Linked DNA regions of Mus musculus: region 2 is linked to region 1. The links are chromatin contacts, called in public promoter capture Hi-C maps. All regions are on one chromosome and are shown on one strand. The core of a region is the stretch at or near the end of the contact, and the rest is flanking DNA. Distances in the headings are between cores, read along the strand shown.

The links. Promoter capture Hi-C pulls out the DNA fragments that hold promoters and counts their contacts.
Region 2: a promoter capture Hi-C map of pre-B cells shows a contact between it and region 1. The contact joins the promoter of Mbtd1 here to the promoter of Tax1bp3 in region 1. A contact is called at or near these places in 2 of 39 promoter capture datasets (cranial neural crest and pre-B cells) and 1 of 9 other capture datasets (liver).

The regions. Positions count from the first base shown.
Region 1 is chr11:73,174,263-73,179,653 of GRCm38.p6, forward strand. Tax1bp3 (Tax1 (human T cell leukemia virus type I) binding protein 3) reads left to right here and starts at 2,821. Exons shown (of 4, transcript NM_029564.2): 1 at 2,821-3,080. The coding sequence starts at 3,042. Emc6 (ER membrane protein complex subunit 6) reads right to left here and starts at 2,780. Exons shown (of 2, transcript NM_025318.3): 1 at 2,677-2,780; 2 at 1,241-2,489. The coding sequence starts at 2,441. The coding sequence ends at 2,109.
Region 2 is chr11:93,882,864-93,887,619 of GRCm38.p6, forward strand. It overlaps Mbtd1 (mbt domain containing 1), which reads left to right and starts at 3,308. Exons shown (of 16, transcript NM_134012.4): 1 at 3,308-3,553. It overlaps Utp18 (UTP18 small subunit processome component), which reads right to left and starts at 2,903. Exons shown (of 14, transcript NM_001013375.1): 1 at 2,471-2,903; 2 at 804-919. The coding sequence starts at 2,794. RefSeq lists enhancers at 2,905-2,937, 3,132-3,174, 3,187-3,220 and a cis regulatory region at 2,918-2,925.

The DNA.
Region 1 (5,391 bases), core at 1,571-4,070:
TTTTTTTTTTCAAGACAGGTTTTCTCTGTATATCCCTGGCTGTCCTGGACCTCAGAAATCCGCCTGCCTCTGCCTCCCGAGTGTTGGGATTAAAGGTATGCACCACCACGCCCAGCAGGGGAAAACATTTTTCGAGGTAGAAACAAGAAACAATAAGAAATGTATGACATTCTGTTCCTTGTTATCATGAAGAGATGCAAATCAAAGCGTGGGGAATTTTAAAAAAATTACATTTATGTGTGTGTGCCTCAGTGTGCTTGTGAAGGCAGAGTTGGTTCTTCACTTAGACCACGTAGGTGCTGGAAGATGAACTCAGTCATCAGGTTGGCAGCAGGCACCCTTACCTGCTGAGCCACCTTGCTGGCCCCAAGGAGACTCTTGAACAGATGCTAAGACAAGGAAGGAGATGGCTTAGTGGTGAAGAGAACTTGCTGTTCTCTTAAGAGAAGACTGGAGTTCTATTCCTAGCATAGCTGTATCTCCAGCCCCAGGGGAGCTGATAACTCTGGCCTCTATGGGCACTTGCATATACCCACCAACATGCAGACATAAAAACTGACAGAACCATTACTTTTCGTTGGATAAATGCTGGGAAGCATTTGACATTAACTGACCCTCTGCTCAAAACTGATAGGTATATAAAAAGTCATTACATATTTTTAAAGCAGCCAACATTAGCAACAAATTTACTGTGAGCCCTTCCTTCCCACCTAAGAGAAGTCCCCGAGGAGGTGGGGGCTATATAAACCACGCATGTCAGGATCTTTAGAAGTGGGCACTCTGTGACAGGGAGGAAAAGCTGTGACCTCAGCTTCTTGGAATGAGAGGCAAGCCTGTGGCCCAGGATTCAGGCCTGGGTGCCCAGGCACAGACCATCTACAGCCTGAGAAAGGTCTTAAATTCAATTTCTCGTAACTTTAAAAAAAGGGGGGGGGGGAAGCCATTACACATTGCTTCTACAGTTTCCTCTAAATGCTCATGGAATCAAGGCCAACTTCCTCCATGGGCCTTTACTACCTGGTCAGGATTGCCTTATGGCCTAATAAAAGGCTCTTCTTCCTCTTATATTTATCTGGCTGTTATTTAGCTTTCTAGTCTCAGATATAATGCTATTCCCTCAAGCACTCCTTGACTCCATCCCCAAGCCTAGTCCAGACCTGGTGCTTTTGTGTATTCTTTCATGGTATCTATATTATCTGTAAAGCCAAGTTAATGCCATCTCCCCAGTTAAGACTACAAATTCCATGCGCAACATGTTTACTACAAGTCTAACACAAGTATTTATTTTTTCAGTTAAACATGTATTTCATTCTAAAACCCTCCTCTCAAGGAAGGATTATGAATGAACATATAGTCAGAGGCATTTCAACTGAAACAAACTCATTTGATTAAATGTCCACATAACCTAATCGCCAGAGGACAACGATTTAGAAAAATAGCTTGCATTTTTTGTTATAGGAAAGGCGACTGGCTAAACCTGGTGTAACTGGAACTTAGCTGATTTCACTCACGTGGGAAAGCAGTGGTTAGTGGGAGGGGGTGCTAGAAGAGGACTCTTACCCAATCCAGCAAAAGCAAACAGACTTGCAACTGGACCTCGGCCCTGCCCCCTTCCAGACGAGCCACTTCTGGCAGAGACAACTAACTTCTCTGTGCTTCAGGTTTTTCATTAACAGAAAGTTAGCAGTAACATCTCCATTGCTATGGCGAGAATGAAAACACACAATGCCGGTACACAGTGAAAGCTTAGTAACACGAACTGTTACCAGTTCTTAAGATGTTAACGTTAAATTCTCTCATGTATACTCTAGAGGTCCCTTTGGACTTACTAGGCGTTAAATCCAAAAAAATATACAGGCTGTGGCCTCGTACTTGCTCTCCAGGGAGCAAATCTTGGCGACTTCAAAGCTTGGCTAAGCAAGGAACGACAAGGTGTCACACTTCATTTAATCTGAAGAATAATATTACAGGCTCTGTCTTCAGATATAAATTATAACAGTACAGAACAAGCAGCGAATTCCAACAATTTAAAATCTAAGTAAGTCTACCCGGTGTTAATTCTGGCAAGAGCCTTGCCGATCTGTTTTAAAGTCACCCCTGCCCTCATTTCAGTAGACGTGCACCATGCCATAGAGGAAGGTCCAAAAGAGGACGTAGGTGAAGAGGCCTCCAATGAGGCCTCCCGTAAAGAGAGGTCTTCGTGACTTAAAATATTTGTTCCACCTCCTTCCCGCTTTGAGAATGAGGAGCAGGGAGAGCAGGACGGAGGCAAGCAGGTAGAAGATGAAGCCGTAGAGGCCGGTGAGGCCGAGGATGCCGGCGGTGGCCCCGGACAGCGCTGACACTGAGGTCCGGCAGTAATCCAGGACCGCGGCGTTGCCTCGCACGGCTGCCTCGCTGATGAACGGCGGCCCTTCCCGCTTGGCCACCACCGCGGCCATCGCACCCGCCGGGGCTCCGCTTCTGCCTTCACGCCGACTCACGCGGAGCTGTGGAGAAAACCGAGTTACAAGTGGAGCCCGAAGCCTGGCGAGCTGAGCGCACGGCGCCTCCTCCCCCTGGGACCTCCGACGCCGTGCTGGGGGCCTCTGACCTCCACTGCACGCCGAAACTGAGGCTCGGGCCGGCCCGGGACAGCAGCACATCAGCACACGCCCGACAGGCTCGCGGAGTTACCTGAGACGCCGCGGCACACAGTCCCTCGTGTTCCCTCAGACAGGAAAAAGCGGAGAGTCCCGCGCCGCCATCTTGCGCTGGAGGCTGCTGGGAGGGCTCGGTTTGCGCAGGCGCACAAACTCCGCCCCACCCTCCTACGCTTGCGCCTCGGGCGCTCTCCCCTCCCGCCCCACTTCAGCACACAAGTCCCGGGACTCCGGAAAGCCCAACAGCGCTCCAGATGCTGATTGGCTAGAGACTTCTTAAGTATTCATGAGGGGGCGGGCTGAGCAGGGCTGCCCTTTGTTAACCAGGGAGGGCGCGGCCGCGGGCATTCTCGCTGGGGGTCTCACCGGGCGCTGTCTCCTTGACAGATTTCGGTCGAAATGTCCTACACCCCGGGCCAGCCTGTCACCGCCGTAGTGGTGAGTGCGCTTGCGCGGGCTCCTTCTCCTCTTGGCTCACCCCCATTTCGCAGAGCGGCAAACTGACATCTAGACAGGCTGAGAAAGTATAGGACCCGGGGCTCCTGCGTATATTCCGGTGGCCGTTTCTGCTTAACAGTGCTGCAGCCTTCCCTGGCCTGGAGAGGTGGCTGGGACCTAAGAGCCTCCCGGGACCCTGGGCAGAGGCCAGATCCTGTGCACTGCCGCCGTCGGGTGGATACCTTTTACTAGGCGCAGACCGGGAGGACGTAGGAGAAAGGCTGGTCCGCGGGAGTGTTAGAAAACTCCCCTGCCCTGGGCCTCCTGTCCCCAGCTGGGCGGCCGTGGGGGGCGGGCGCCGATGTCCTGTGAGTCGCAGCCTCTGGAATGAGGAAGCGTTTCCTCTGCTCCAGCCGGCACACTGCCGCCGCCGCCGCCGCCGCCGAGCCGTAGGAGATTTAGGGGGTGGGGCTGGCCAGAGTTTGTGCATCCCCCTTCCCGCTTCTCATCCGGCCTCGCTGCTCTTGGGACAGACCCCTCGAGAGCTAAGGCTTGGTCTTCTGAACTTTTTAGGGTACTCAGCCCTTGATGCTTAGTGTTTGTCCTGTGCATGACACTTAAGCTTCTAGACCTTTCCAGGGCCTCCTTCTCGGTTTGTCTTGTGTATCAATCAGGTGTATTTGAATAGGCAACAGGATGGAGGGGTAGATGTTACAGTCTGATGGGGGCGCTGGCCAACCCTGAGCAGCTGAATCCCAAGAGAGAAGCATCAGTGCCCAGTTTCCTAAAAGGAAGCTTTTAGGAAGGACACAAATCACTCCCCAGACAGGGCCTTACTCTTAAGCTTAAACTGGCCTTGAACTTCTGGCAGTACTCCCTTCTTAGCCTTCCAAGTGTTGGAGTCACAGGTGTGACTTGTGTCCACAGTCCTGGAACTGTAGGGATGGGCCTTGTTAGATGGGTGTGTTGGAGGGTGGGGGCAACAAAGCTACTGATAAAGGTGGCTTGGGAGGGTGAGCTTCCGGCTAGGATATCCCAGTTTTTACTCAATTTGTACCAGCCTGATTTTTCTAGGATCCTTCACTGGCTGCCCCAGAAAGATCATCGAGTTTGACCCTATCTGGAAAAGGAGGGTGTAATTAGGACCTAGGGAGAGCCACTTTGCTGCCTGACTTCTCCCTTAAGTTAGGGCTTTGTCTCTTTTTGGACCTTGCTGGTGGAAGTGAAGGAAGGTGTGTGTGGGAGTAAGCCTGGAGGAGCTTACACTTTTGGACAGGAAGCCCCAGGTGAAAGGACCTTAGGCATCGAGGTTTTCCACCCTCTTCCGTCTTGGCAGGAGAGTCAGAGTCTTCCTTAAAGCTGTAAGACCACAGTCCTCCAATCCTAATGCCAGGTGCATGCCTGAACATAAGCAAGCAGAGCTGGCCTTTCTCAGTCTCGGATTGCTCATGGGGTGGAGGTGCCTCCTTCCCAGTCTTACCCCCTCAGGTAGAGTTAGCATCCTGGTTCTGTTCCGGCCATTTTTGTTAAAACCATTTCAAAAGCTGTCCTCTGAACTGTAGCCCCACTGATCTGCCTCCTGGAAGCCTGTGCAGATGACCTCTGACACTGCTCTACCTGGGTCGACGCTTGCATCTATCCTGACTGGTTCTCAGTCATCTCAATCTTCCTAATGCCACACCCTTTAATACAGCTCCTCAAGTTATGGTGACCCCAACCATAAAATCAGTTTCGTTGCTACTTCATAACTGTAATTTTACTAATGTTAAGAATCATAATGTTGCTGGGCAGTGGTGGCGCACGCCTTTAATCCCAGCACTTGGGAGGCAGAGGCAGGCGGATTTCTGAGTTCGAGGCCAGCCTGGGCTACAAAGTGAGTTCTAGGACAGCCAGGGCTACACAAAGAAACCCTGTCTCAAAACAAAACAAAACAAAACAAAACCAAACCCAAAAAACAAAAACAAAAAAGATTCATAATGTTAAATATCTGTTTTCCAATGGTCTTTGGTGACCCCTTTATAAGGGTCATTCGATGCCCCTCAGGGTCACGACCCACAGGTAGAGAAAGACTAGCCATATGCCAGGGTGCTCTGTTCCAATTCCTCATGATCAGTCCTTGTCTATGGATCACCAGTTGTAAGCAGCTCCTGTCCTCAGGCCTCTATCTCCCACCCATGAGTTATCCGTTCCCTTCCCGACAAGCTCCAGTGGCCGTTGTATCGTCGATGCCTTACCTTACTCCTAACTCCTCTTTGAATTCCAGTAGGCTCAAGATCGAGGTCAGGTGGTGACATGACCATTTCCCAAGGCT
Region 2 (4,756 bases), core at 2,058-4,557, about 21 Mb after region 1:
GACACTAAGCTCTTTAGTAAACAAAGATAATAAAGAACATATATATCACACCATCAATTTTCCTCAACACAATTTAAGAAGGGTTGCTTTCCTATTGTCAAATTAAGAAAGTCTACAAGCACCCCCCACCACACCCCCAAAAGAACCCTCACTGATCATAAGACTGAAATTCACACTTCTCCTGAGAAACTAAGTTCTTAGTCTCTGATCAAATACTACACATTTAAGAAATTTGAAAAACAAAAAAGCTTATTCATAAAAATGTTTTTCCGTAGTCTTAAAGCAGAAAAATAGAAAATTCATTTGATCAGTAAATTTGTACTTGGTTCATACAAGGAACAACTCCCCTTGCTTCCAATATAACTTTGCATAGAGAAAGCAAATACAGCGTGCTAGCTTTACCTGAAGCCTTTACTCAGTCCAGGCACCAGGCTAGAAATGCTCTATGCATCATTTAGTCCAACGGACTTCTGTGACAGCCACTGTTCTGACACTCATTTTACAAAGAGGTAGATTCCAAACTTGCCCTTGGTAGTCAGGAACCATCCAGTGAGGAAGGAAGCTAAGATGTAACTGAAATGATTATCTAAGCAGTCCATCCTGCACACGAGACAGGCAGGGAATGAGCTGTGCAATGAAACAGTGAGTACCTTTCTCTCAGATACGAATTATGAACCTTTTTCCTGTGCACCAAATGTTTTGGTTATTCATATAGTCATACTTTCCCAGGCAGTGATTTGTAAAAATCTACAAGTTAACTTTTAAAGTATCCAGAGGGATTCTGAACAAAATGACTAACTTACATTTCCTCATCTTCATCATCTTCATCCACCCAAACTGGCTGCTTCTTCTTCTGAGAAAAAATGTCTTTTGCTTCATTTTCCACTTCCGATTCATCTGAGCTTCCATGTAGCTGACCCTACAGAGACACACCATCGTCAAACCACTGTGATTCTCCAACAAGTTGCTAGCGCACACGCAAGCACATGCACGCACACACACTCCTTATACTACAATAGCCTATAGAATGCTTTTGCTTTCCTGGTGTGCTGATGAAATAATGTGATGGAACACAACCACAGCACATGCTGAAGGAGCACGCAGGAAAGGAGATCAGAACCACCATGAGGACAGGTGAGGCAGGATAGAAGGGGGGGGGGGGGGGGAAGTGCACGGAAAGCTAAAGACCGCAGTAGACAAGGGTAAAAGGTAAGCCGCCGGCAGGTAAAGAGCAAGCATCAAAGCCCAACAGTTACAGAGCCCGGGGCCTACTAGAATCCCACACAACATAGGCTGTGTCTCATAGCCTCATGAGGAGTATCTCTTGTTCTATGTGCTCCATCTCCACCTTCTTCAAACTTTATACCACACCCACACACTCGAAACCTAAACCTAGCACTCAAAAAAAAAAAAAAAAAAAAAAAAAACCCTTCAAATGATCTGAGCTTTCTCCCAACCTACAGGGCAGTGTCCAAGGAGCCAACTGCAGTATCCACCAGCACTGCTGATTTAAGATCTTTCAAAGCCCATCAAGTGAGTCCTTTGGATACAGAACTGTCCCACAGCTCTTAACATAACTGGTCTCCACCTCCCAAAGAAGGCTGCTGCAGCTCTCCATCAAAGCACCCACACAAAGGGTGAACTAAGCAAATGCTGATATTCCCATTGAGTCAGTCAGCTTACCCTATCTAAAAGACGTCTTCACATATATTTAAATCCCTTTCTCAAATGTTTTCATTTTCCTCTCCACCAACATACTTTAACTTTACTAGTCTTGTCTCTTTTATCTTGCTTTTTTACCACTACTAACACAAGTTCCAAGAGGGGTTCTTGTGGGATTCCTCCACTGCTGTGTCTCTACCCTTAGTCCAGGGACCAGGTATAGAACAAAAATAATAGCGCAAAGAGCATCAATCAGGAAGGATTTGCAATTGTTACAAGAGCTAGCAACCAAAGAAAGGTTAGAGATGAATACACACTGATCGTTCTCAAAAGCTGGGCGTGGGTATCACCCCGCGATGTTATTAAAATGCAGCTTTACGCCTTCTGCCCACGTATTGGTTCCATCCACTACGCGGAGTCGCGACAGGTGATCAAACGGTCACCCCTGTGGTTCCAGCAGAGGGTGTAAGAGCCCGAAGATGAGCGACTCTACTTTGCAGACATCCTTTGGCAAACCAAGCCGACAGTTGAGCGCCTGCTGGATGCGAAGCGCCGCAGCCCCTTTGGGGCGGAGAAAGGCAGCGTCCCCGCCCTCGCCAGCCAGCAGCCCAGAACCCGAGGCGAAAGAGCCGGACGGCGCCCCTCGGCGCCCGCGGTCGCCGGTCCCTCCCACCTGAGCACTCGCCGCCACAGGTCCCCCCCACCTCCAGGCTCCGCCCCCGGGGCCTCGCCTCCCGCCGCGCGCCCCGCCAGAGCGTGTGCCCGCTCGGCAGGCAGGCAGGCGGGCAGGCAGGCAGGCCTTCCTCACCCGCGAGCTCCGCAGCCGCTGCAGCAGCGCGTCCTCGTCGTCCTCGACATCGCCGAAGACGAGCTGCTCCAGGCAACGCTCGGCGGCCGGCTTATCGTCCTCTAGCGTCAGGCGGTTCCGCTGCCGGAGCCGGCTCTCCTCCTCCTCTGCCGCCGCCGCCGCGGATCCCGCGCTAGGGGCCGCCCTCGGCTCGGCCGGCTGTGTCCGTTGGGATGAACGGGCGGCCTTTGCGGGCGTGCTGCCGCTCCCGGGTCTGGCTTTCCTCCCCGGCGTTGCGCCGGCTCTCCGGTCTCGTCTCGTCCGGCTCTTGCGTTCGGGCGGCATCCTCAGGGCTGAGGGGAAAACGCCGACGTTCACGTGGAGTACCACTGCGCATGTGCCGGGGCGGCTCGCTCTTCTCCTCGGCCCGGCCCCGGGGAGCCGGAAGGAGTCTGCGCCGCCGCAAGCCACGTGACCGGCGCTCGCGCGCTACGTCACTCCCACTCCGTCCGGCGGCCCCGCCCCATGTGGGAGTTCCTCAGGGAAGGCCGATCTTCCGGGTGGAGGGGGAAGCGGCGTGACTGGAGTGGAAATTTTTCCCAACACAACTTCTCGGAGGCAACATATTGGAAGGGACTCGGGGAGGCCGGAGTCCAAATGGAAGTGGCTGAAAGAAACTTCTCGCCCTGCTGATTCTGAGCCCCGCGTCGTGCCGCGCGCCCTCAATTACCTCATCGACTTGTGGTCTTGGTACGGTCCTTAGAGTACGGCGCCTGCCGAGGGTCCCACGCTGGAGGGGAGAGAGGAGGGTACGTGGGGGAAGTGGGCCAATCGGGGCGCGGGTCACGGCGCAGGCGCGCTGGGGAGGGAGGGCTATGCTAATGTTGTTGATATCCTGGGGCCACCCGAGTTAAAAGGGGGGAAATCCGGGGGCTGCCACTGCTGTCGCTGGCCCTGGCCCAGCCGGGGGTCCCCCCTGTAGTCGCCGCAGTCCCGGGGAGAGGCACCGGCCCCCTGCTCGCGGGGGGGGAGGGGGCGCCGCGGGCTCGGGGAGCACGGACGGCCCCTACCCATGAGGCCCTGATGGAAAACACAAAGGATCTGGTGAGAGCCGAGCGCAGCGGCCGCTTTGTGTGCCAGGTTTGAGGGGGGGGGGCACGCCTGCGGCTGCCCGGCCCCCGGAACGCCGCAGCTCGGGGACCCCACTCGCGGGCCTGCTTCTTCATCCCACGCCCCCTCCGTCTCCGGAGCTCCCCTCCCCCTACTGGCCGTTAAACGTTCAGGGGTTCCCCTCCCCCCCTCAACCCCTGACTTAGGGTTCTCTTAGGGAGAAAAAAAAACATAAGAAAGTTTTTCCTCTGCTCCCTCCCAACCCCGTTCTGCTTGAAGGGAAAGATTAGATAGGAGACTTTGCCTTTTTTAGCTGCCAAGGGTGGGAGAGTGGTTTCTCGGGGGTGTGGGGGCAGGAGCATACAGAGTTTCGGGGCTTGGCTGGAGACGGAGCCCACCATTGTAGAGCCAGCGCCGAGAGGCATTTTGCACGTGGAGGTGCTGATACTGAAAGGGGGCGGGGTGGGCACGTGTGGGAGGGAGACGTAGGAGTGGTATCGGGGAGTCAGCCGCCAAGGCTGCTACTTGAGGGTTCCAAGTCAGTGGGCTTCCACCATCCGTACGTTCTCCTTTGTGAAAAAGAAATCCTGACATTTCAGAGTCGGAAGAGACACTAGAAGTCACCCAAAGCAGCCCAGCTTCTGACGAGTGGTAGGTAGTCTGACCTCTACTTAACCCTACATCCATATACCACGCACTGCAGCCTAGGAAAGCACCTTCGGTTTCTTTCAGTCTCTGATATTCACTTGCCTGCCCTTATTAGACCCTTCAGTCTCATTCATGTCGTGTCCTGGTTAAGTTGCTCCCTTTTTTACTTCTCAAATTTGTTCTCACATCCTCCTCACCCACCCACTGCTCATTGGCCTATATTTTGTATGCCAGGAAAGAACATCAGGGAAGTGGAGGGAGGGGGATGGGGAGAGTAAAGAGATGGTAAGGGCCAACTGAAAACTTTGCTGGGTCGGTATCAAGTGTGCTGCTTCCATGACTAAAGATGGTTGAAACTATTCCCTGGGAAGCCAGGGAACTGCTATGTGGGGGTTTCATGACTGTTTCACAAGTAGTCCTCTTTGCGATGAGGACATTTTTAACACCATATCCTTGGTACTGTCAATGTACATTATTTGCCTTTTGCTAAATCACTTTTTCTAAGAACGCGTAAAATTGGGCCTGGGGGAGGAATAGTACTGAAACTAA